3 separate regions of the Mus musculus genome follow, and all the other regions are linked to region 3. The links are chromatin contacts, called in public HiChIP or PLAC-seq maps. All regions are on one chromosome and are shown on one strand. The core of a region is the stretch at or near the end of the contact, and the rest is flanking DNA. Distances in the headings are between cores, read along the strand shown. Region 1 holds the start of Ciart (circadian associated repressor of transcription). Region 2 holds the start of Car14 (carbonic anhydrase 14). Region 3 overlaps Otud7b (OTU domain containing 7B).

What was found. HiChIP or PLAC-seq counts read pairs in DNA pulled down with a chosen protein or histone mark.
Region 1: an HNF4G HiChIP or PLAC-seq map of pancreatic cancer cells shows a contact between it and region 3. The contact joins the promoter of Ciart here to the enhancer-like site in region 3. A contact is called at or near these places in 6 of 39 promoter capture datasets (the 3T3-L1 cell line, the C10 cell line, the SN4741 cell line and 2 more), 1 of 15 datasets of contacts at CTCF or cohesin (the NIH/3T3 cell line), 3 of 484 Hi-C or Micro-C datasets (B cells, cardiomyocytes and cortical neurons), 5 of 115 datasets of contacts at active chromatin or transcription factors (astrocytes, bone marrow-derived macrophages, embryonic stem cells and 2 more) and 2 of 9 other capture datasets (adipose tissue and liver).
Region 2: a FOXA1 HiChIP or PLAC-seq map of pancreatic cancer cells shows a contact between it and region 3. The contact joins the promoter of Car14 here to the enhancer-like site in region 3. A contact is called at or near these places in 4 of 39 promoter capture datasets (the C10 cell line, cranial neural crest, hippocampal neurons and 1 more), 1 of 15 datasets of contacts at CTCF or cohesin (large pre-B cells), 3 of 115 datasets of contacts at active chromatin or transcription factors (embryonic stem cells, pancreatic cancer cells and pro-B cells) and 4 of 9 other capture datasets (adipose tissue, embryonic stem cells, liver and 1 more).

Annotation. Positions count from the first base shown.
Region 1 is chr3:95,880,751-95,883,635 of GRCm38.p6, forward strand. It overlaps Ciart (circadian associated repressor of transcription), which reads right to left and starts at 1,478. Exons shown (of 6, transcript NM_001033302.2): 1 at 1,405-1,478; 2 at 431-839; 3 at 233-308. The coding sequence starts at 775. The region is part of intron 1 of C920021L13Rik (RIKEN cDNA C920021L13 gene); the gene reads left to right.
Region 2 is chr3:95,903,314-95,906,013 of GRCm38.p6, forward strand. Car14 (carbonic anhydrase 14) reads right to left here and starts at 1,372. Exons shown (of 11, transcript NM_011797.3): 1 at 1,007-1,372. The coding sequence starts at 1,061.
Region 3 is chr3:96,133,923-96,136,634 of GRCm38.p6, forward strand. Otud7b (OTU domain containing 7B) reads left to right here. Exons shown (of 12, transcript NM_001025614.1): 2 at 2,552-2,702. The coding sequence starts at 2,618. Among named protein-coding and RNA genes, the nearest start is that of Mtmr11, 27 kb to the right of the region's middle. Within about 2 kb of position 1,314, at least 25 of the 459 cell types and tissues checked have an H3K27ac peak or open chromatin away from gene starts, as enhancers often do. A contact at or near this core is called in the NIH/3T3 cell line, bone marrow-derived macrophages and pancreatic cancer cells, where this site is marked.

The DNA of each region.
Region 1 (2,885 bases), core at 228-2,727, 250 kb before region 3:
ATGTACACAGCTCAGCTGTAGGTTCACTCCCAGCATTGAGGGAAACAGCAGAGGTGGGGACTGAGGTAAATGTAAAGGAAATACAGAGACAGATGGGGTTCAAATGAATTCACATGAAGAAATTAAGTTACAGATGCAAACAGAATAGCCCATGCCCCAAAGAGAAATGTAAGATTTCACTCAGAGAAGGGGGGCTACCCCCAGAAATATAATTAATTAATCAGATTATTACCTCTGTCAAAGCGACCCATCTTGAGTCCGTTCAGTAGGTCTGTGAGGGGCCGTATGAACCCTTGGAGTTCTTTACACTGTAGAAAAACAGCACAAGACTTTGAGACCAGCAGTGGTTTTTCTGCTGTGATGTAACTGGCAGGTCCTTGTCAACCAATTAGGTGTTTGCCACTGCACTATCTTTTCTGCTTTCTGTTACCTTTTGAGCAAAGAGCAGATCTCCCTCTGTAGTACATCCTTGGGTGTTCAGACTCGTCTCCTGTTCACCGTCTCTTGATCTCTTGACTTCAGATCCTTGCTGTTCCAGATGAGGTGCTGTATGTTGGTTACTAGAAACCCTGGGTCGATGTCTGCAGCGGATAGGGCCTGGACTGGGCCTGGAACCTCCTCTCTGACCCACAGTGTCTGGCCTGAGCTCATGGGTGCCCTTGCCCTCCCTCTCGTTATCAGAAGGGAAGCTAAAGTCACTGTTCACAGAGGACGTGGAAAATGATGGGGAGAGGGAGGAGGAGGAATAAGAAGAAACACTAGATGGAGAATCCATAGGTCCAGGAGCAGGAGAGGGGCTGAAGAGCAGCTCCCGTAGTACCAAAGATCAGAACCTGCAACTGAAAAGCAAAGCGAGGGAGTCTGAAATCAGAGTCAAAGAATTAGGAAAGGGACTGGGAGACTGGGGCATTCTAAACAGAGTAACATGGTTTTCGCTTTGTTTTATTGTTTTTCCGTTCTCAATAGAAACAAGAAAGAAAGGAAAAAAAAAAAAAACTTGCTCTTCCAGCCGCATTCAAAATCTAGACCGCCAGCCCACACAGAGCTCTTGACCCTACACAGCCTTTCTTCCCTTGGGTGAATAACCGACTTTACACCTTCCCCTCAGCCTGCAGTTCTGGGCTGTTCCCGGCCAGACCTCATAGGGAGCCTATCGACCTAAAAACGACACCCGCTAGAGGCTGCTCTGCGCACCAGAACCCACCTCAGGTCCCTAGAGTTCCGGCCCCATAGACACCCGGCTCCACCGCTTTCGCATCCTTCACCATCAGGTGCACTGCGCTGGTCAGTCTACGGTCGCGCCTGCCAGGTGATGCAATACCTCCCAACACCCCGATCTGCGGTCTTCCATGCCCACCCCATCCGGGTCGTCTTCCGGAGAGCGCTTGGCTCTCGTCCGCTTACCTGGGTCTGTCGGTTCAGCCCCGGTCGGTATGCAGCTTCTTCACTGTCTGTGCTGGTCTAGCCGACCCACCTCCGCCTCACTCTGTGGGTCCCGCCCCTTCCCCCTCCCAGACACGTGCGGTTCTGCACGTGCCTCCCCCTGCGTACACAGACCTTGTGCTCTCATTGGATAGCTTACCGGCAACACGTGACTCTAGATGCAGACGCTCACAGCCCATTTGCTACGGCACGCGGGGGCTCGGCCAATAGAGAGGCAGCCAAGTGGTGATTGGCTGGAAGGGAAGCAGTCCATGCTCCGCCCGTACATGCGGCTCCTCGGGTGATAAAAAAGGAGGATGGAAAAAAGTGAAAATTAAGGAAGGGGCGGAAAAGGGTGGAGCTCATAGCCTTAAATAGGACAGCACTGCGCGGGAGACGCACGGCTGGAGTGTACAGAGCGGGGCCGAGCCACGGAGGTGGCGCCTCGGGACGTGGGCCCCTCTGAGCGCCTCCGCGCACGGGCGCAGCACGTGGGAGCCCTCAGCAACTCGTGTCCGCAACGTGTGTGACAACGGACGTGTGACGCCGGGCATCCGTTCCCTTGTCGGCGGCTCGCCCTCGTGACTCCCCACTCTTTCATCCTCCCCTCCTCGCCACCAAGTTGGGTGCCTCCTGCCCTGCTGGGCGAGGAGGGTGGGGACTGCGGCTGGAACACCGCGTCCTCTCCGGGGCTCCCGCCGCGCAGCTTCTCCAGCCGGTTCTTACATAACTTGCCACGCACGTTCCCAGCTCGGATGCCAGCCCGCCAAGATTCTAGAGGTCATAGCCGAACTTGTCCCTGACTTTTCTGCCCCGGGCCCTTCGGACCCTTCACTCAGAATTCTCTGATTCTCAGTACTGGGAACAGAGCAGAGTAGATCTTTGCTCCTCAAGCTTATGGCTTTATCTGGCTTCAGTTTATTTGTTCCTGGGAGAAAACTGGGGAAACGTTGAGGAAGGAAAAAAGCGAGTCAAGAGTTTAGAGAGTCACCAACAGACCTTAGCATCCCTTGCACCAAGTCACTGTAAAAGGAAACGATGGCGAGGAGGACCCTGTCGACTGAAGCAGAGGAGTCGCAAGGGGGCACTCTAGTTCTGATTAGGGTCGAGAGAACAGACACTACCACCCCCCCACCCCCCCAGTCTTACTAAAAGAAAAGTTGGACAGGGATCTAAGTCATGGTTTGGAGAACGTGTGGTTATTTTAAATATGTTCTAATGCTTTTTTACTTATATTTAGCAATGTGGTTATTTTAGAAAAAGGAAAAGGATTTCTAAATTAAACCTCAGCACTGTTTCCCCAAACACAATTTCAAGACAATATCAAATAAAATATAAGTAATCTAGATGTGGTGGCTCATGCCTTCTGTAATCCTGAGGGATGGATGCAAGGAGATCAGTTCAAGACCAACCCGAGCCACATGGGACCCTCAGGAAAAGAAAAGAAACAAAAATAGAGTTAG
Region 2 (2,700 bases), core at 122-2,621, 230 kb before region 3:
AACAACTAGAGTTCTCTGGCTGTTGTGAAGGTGCCCTGCCCTTCCTGTGAAATGCTCTGAGCTGATTCTAATGCCTCTTTTTTCCTCTTTCCAAATTGTTTCTTCTCAGAAGAGATTTGTGACTCCTCATTTTCTTTTGGATCCCTTGGTCCCATCTTCCTCTCGCTTTCTAGATAATCCCCCCCCCCACCTCGTCCTTCCAATAAACTTTAATCCCTCACCTACTATGTGCTGGATACAGAATGGGGCCTGAGAAGCACAAAAACAGGGTGTAGAAACCAGGCATGGGGAGGCAGAGCCAAGCAGGTCTAACCTCAGCTACAGAGTGAGTTTGAGATAGGTCTGGCCACGTGAAACCTTGTCTCAAAAAAAAAAGTAAATAAAAATAAGCAATAACAACAAAAAAAGTTGTGGGAATCCTTCAGGCGTTCCAGAAACAACTTAGCTTGTTTTCTCCAACGTCTCCCCACCTCTCTCCTAATCCTGAAAGCCCTTTGTACACTATAAAGAGCTGAGCAAACGTTTAGTCGTGTTCCTTTCAGGGAAATGGACCAGCTGCCCCTGCCCCTTGGCAGGTAATGGAGTTATCCTTTGATCAGCAGAGGGTCGGGGTCTGAGTCGGGCAGGACTGCAGCACGTGTCCCTTCTCACCCCTGCTCTCCCTAACCAGCAGAGTGCGTAAACAAAGACGGGCAGGAGGGCTGCCCGGGACTAGGGCAGTGGGGAAAGAGTGGACTGGAGAACTGTAGCTGGCCGAGTGTCCTACACTCCTGAGCATTCACACACTGGCCTCTGGCTAGCTCTCCCTGTCGCAGAGATAGCAGTAATCGCTGGGTTAGAGAGGAAAAGGAAAAGAATGGAAGGATCTCCTCCATAGTCTTTCTCCCACCCCATGCCTCCCCCCCCTACCCCCCAGCCCCTAGGCTTCCCTTTCTGAAACCTCTCCTCCCCCACATAAGTACACATGGCTACGGGTGGACATTAGCACAGACCCAGTTGTACCTACCCCCATCTGCAGCCAGGATCCAAGTCACCTTTAACAGGAGAGCGAAGAACAACATATTATCCCCACAATGGGGTACAAGGGACCAGGAATTTGGGGTTTAGAAGAGAGAGGTGGAGAGGGAGGGAGAGAGAGGAGTTTCTGGCGTTCTATCTCTTTTCTTCTTGTCTCTGTCTCTGCAGACTTCCAGGGACTTGATTTTCCACAGGTTAACACGAACTTCTGGATCCCAGGATAAATTTCTTCCTCTCTCACTTTCTCTCTCTTCCTCTCTCTGCCCTCTCCGTATGTCCCTTCGTAATCTCCACACCACTTACTGGCCAGCAACTTCACAGTTGCCTCCCGCTTTTAAGGTGGCTCGAAACCGGTGTACGTGAGGAGGGGGGTGGTGCCTGGGCTGCAGCCGAGCAGCTCCTTAAATAGCGGATTAGGCATGCAGGATGGCCCAGCAGAGCCCAGCGCCCTGGCCTTGGCTCAGGACCCTGGAGTGAGCTCTTCCTTTGCTATTTACACTGCCGCTCGTACGGGTGTCCCCTGGAACTCTCGGTCAGGGAAGGGGGGTTTCGCACCTCTCCCTCCCAGGACACCGTGTTCTCATTCCCCTGCCTGAGGAGCACATCCCTGGGTGGTATGGGACTGCTGGTGGGGAACCTGTTTCTGAAACCAAGAGAAGTTGAGCTGGTTGGAACCAGAAAGAATTCAGATTCGGGAGATAGGAGAACAGAAGTTGGAGGCTCAGGGAGCAGGTGGGGAGTGGAAAGTCAAACTTTAAAATCTGGATTGTGGAGAGCAAGAAGTGGGGCGAGGAGAATATTTGTCTTCTGCCTCGTCTTTCTCTGGCGCCTGTCACCACCCCCTTCCCTTGGTGAGGCTTAGGTCCACGTGCCTGTGTAGCCTGGGGTGGGGGTGCGGTTTTGTTTGCCGGATAAAGCCCATTTGTGTGCACAGCGGGGGAGGGGTTGTCGCAGCACCAGGGAGAGACAGCATTCTAACTACCAGATCCAGCCACCTCCCTCCCCAGGGAGCCCAGATCTAGGGCGCCTTTTGTCACTGAAGAGGACACTGACCCCTAGCAGAGAGGCCGGGCAGGAGGAGTGATGGGTGACTGTAGAAACAATTACTGTCACCATGAGAAAAAGGCGGACTCCAAAGAAAGAGAGGGGAGGGGCCATAGAAAGGCCATGTGACCAGGTGGGTGAGGGGTCCAGGGGCTTCCCGCCCACCCAACAAAGGGTCCAGGCAGGTCCTGTGGGATCAAGTGAAACTTGCTGTGGTGGAACTGAGTTTGCTAGTGGAGCATGGAGGCTGCGTGGCGTCTCAGGAATGTGGCTGGTGTGCGCTCCCCCACGGGACTAGAAATCCCGATCGGAATGTACATCCTAAGTCCCTCATTAGTGAGTGTGAAGACCACAGATAATTTCAAGCTAGATGGTGAAATCTCTCCTCCATAACCTCTGTGAGGTCTTTCTGCCCTCCTTACTCCTATCAAGTAGCAATAAATAGCCAAAACAAAGGAGCAGAAGCCAAACAAGGGCACGGGATAAAAGCCAAATGAACAGAATAATGCATGTGCCAGGTCATCACTCCTGCGGAGACAGGAGCTCAGAGTGCTTTTCTGTCCCACGACTGAGCTTCAGAGTAAGGACTTTTTAAAAATATATATATATATTTAAAATACACACACACACACACACACA
Region 3 (2,712 bases), core at 64-2,563:
TTACATAGACCAAGCTGGCCTCGAACTCACAGGGAATTACCTGCCTGCCTCTGCTTTCAGAATTCTAGTATTAAAGACCTGAGCCACCACACAAGTTTACCTTATTTTATTTTTTAAGAGTAAAGATTTAAGTTCATTTTGGAGTTAGTCTCTTAATTTTGGACTATTTATGTTTGTTACTTGGATAGTGCCCATGTCCTGTGACAAAGTGGTGAATACAGTGGGCTTTGGAGAGAATTCTCATTTGCATTAGATGAAAAGCCTTTCATTCACCTGTGAATTCTGAAAGCATTTAATTTTTTTTTTTTTTGGACAGGGTCTTTCTTTGTAGCTTTGAATTCTCAATCCTCTCGCCTCTGCCTCTTGAGTGCTGATGTTAGAAATGTGTAATACTTGCCTGCCTTGAAATTCAATACTTTTTATTGTTGTTGTTGTTGAAACACTTTATTCAGAGGCTTGGGGGAAAGTTGTAGAAGTCCATGTTGTCTGCTGTCCTGCCCAGGGCAGACCTTAGAGATCTCCCTGTCACTAAGAGCTTGAAACTCAATTCTTAGGCACAAGTTGCAAGGGGGCTGGGTCACTTCATAGAAAGCTTGGCCAGAAGCTCTTCATGTAGTTCTGGATTAGTGTGAGATTAACAGCAGGGGCTGTTTACCTTAGGCTGGATTGCTGGCTTGGTGCTTAGGATAGTGAAACAGATGCAAATTAGACATTTGTTTATAATGAATTTAGTCACTAGGTATTTATAACTGCCTATTATATTGTAGATACCTTGCTCAGTGTTGGACTAGGGATATGAATAAATCATGCTCTGTACCCATTGGTTTCTTGTATTATTAGAGCACTATAAGAAATAGTGATTTCTCTTTTAAAAAAAAAAATCCAAAGAACTACCACCAACAAAACAATTCAGTTATCAGGTTAGAGACTTATAATTTTTACAACCCACAAAAATTTGCTATTTGCCTTACTAGTTCTAAAAATGTAGAAAAATGGAATCAGATCATACTACAAAAAAGTTGTATTAAGGGATAGAAGAGGAGTGAAGAAAAAAATCCTTGGAGGTCATGCTTAGGCTTTAGGTTTTCGGAGGAATGTATTGTCTGAGTCATCTGTTGTTTTCAACAATTCTGGTTTTGTCTTTTCCAAAAAGATGATTAGTGGGTGCAATGAGACAGTTGGATACCTGGGCACTTTATGAACGAGCCCCTTCTACAGAGCACCGTAAGACTAATGAGTGTGGTCAGAGGTGGATCTCCACCCTATTTTTGCTTTCTCAGCTGGGACTATTAACCTCAGAGGAATGTTGACATGGTGCCAGGCTGTCAGGTCAGGGACATAGTTTCTGCTAAAGTCAAGTCTGAAAGAGGGATCTTTTCTCAGGTAAACTGGCACTCGTTTGTCCTGGGAGACAACTCTTTCTGATTGTGTTTCCTGAGTTCTGCAGTTAGTGACTGTTGGGATGAGCCTCTGGGATCTCCACTCAGAGTGTGGAATAGTTTGTTATTTTGAGAAGTTTCAGCATTCAGTTTACTCTTCCTGTTTTCTCAACTAGCATGAGAATATTAGTCAGCCTTGAAGTCATCTGCTGTATAGTGTTATTTTGTTTAATAAGTATCTACTAAGGGCCAGTGTGCCTTGTACTGTGTCAAGTAGTTCATCCTGAGGATAGATCAGTAAAGAAGACATGCAACTTCCTATTTCCAAAAATTTGACATGAAAATCAAAGGCTAGGGCTGGTGAGATGGCTCAGTGGGTAAGAGCACCTGACTGCTCTTCCGAAGGTCCAGAGTTCAAATCCCAGCAACCACATGGTGGCTCACAACCATCCGTAACGAGATCTGACTCCCTCTTCTGGTGTGTCTGAAGACAGCTACAGTGTACTTACATATAATAAATAAATAAATCTTTAAAAAAAAAAAAAAAAGAAAAAGAAAATCAAAGGCTAGGCAAAGAGTGATTAAAGTACGTTCAGAAGAAAGCCAGAGCATGGTGGCACATACCTGTAATATCAGCATTCACAAGGCTGAGACAGGATGATTGCTACAGGTTTGAGGTTAGCCTGAGCTACATACGAAGCATTGTCTACAAAACCAAAAACCCTTAATAATCAATATGTTTCAGGAGGGACATGAGCATGGCGCCATTTAGGAAATATTGTAGGTCAGAGAGCTTTCTAGGGCAGCAGATTGCTGCCTTCTCCCTTTAGACTGGAGGGGCAGACATGGCACTAGGGTGGGTATAGAGCACTTCCTAGTATATGCAATCCCTGGGCTACATCCTCAGTGCCTTTCTCCTTAAAAATCAAACCAAAACAATGAAAAAAGCAGAAGCAAAGCTTTGTTGAGTAGTTTGTAGTTACTGTAGGTATTAAAATATTGTTAACAAGGAAATGAAATGTGATTCTTCATGAAAAAATTTATTTTTTGTTTGAAAATTCAGTTGGAATGAAGGAACCAGAACAGTTAGCATGTGTTAAGAGACTGTTGAAATCGGGCTGTGATGATGCTGTTCTGGTTAGGTGAGCCTTGTGCATGCATCTCCTTTTCAGGTCAGAGCCTGGATTTGGATCTATGTTCTGCTCACATCCTGCTGCCTGAGAGTACCTGATGATCCCATGACCCTGGACATGGATGCTGTCCTGTCGGATTTTGTTCGTTCCACAGGTGCAGAGCCAGGGCTGGCTCGAGATCTTCTAGAAGGTAAGGAGAA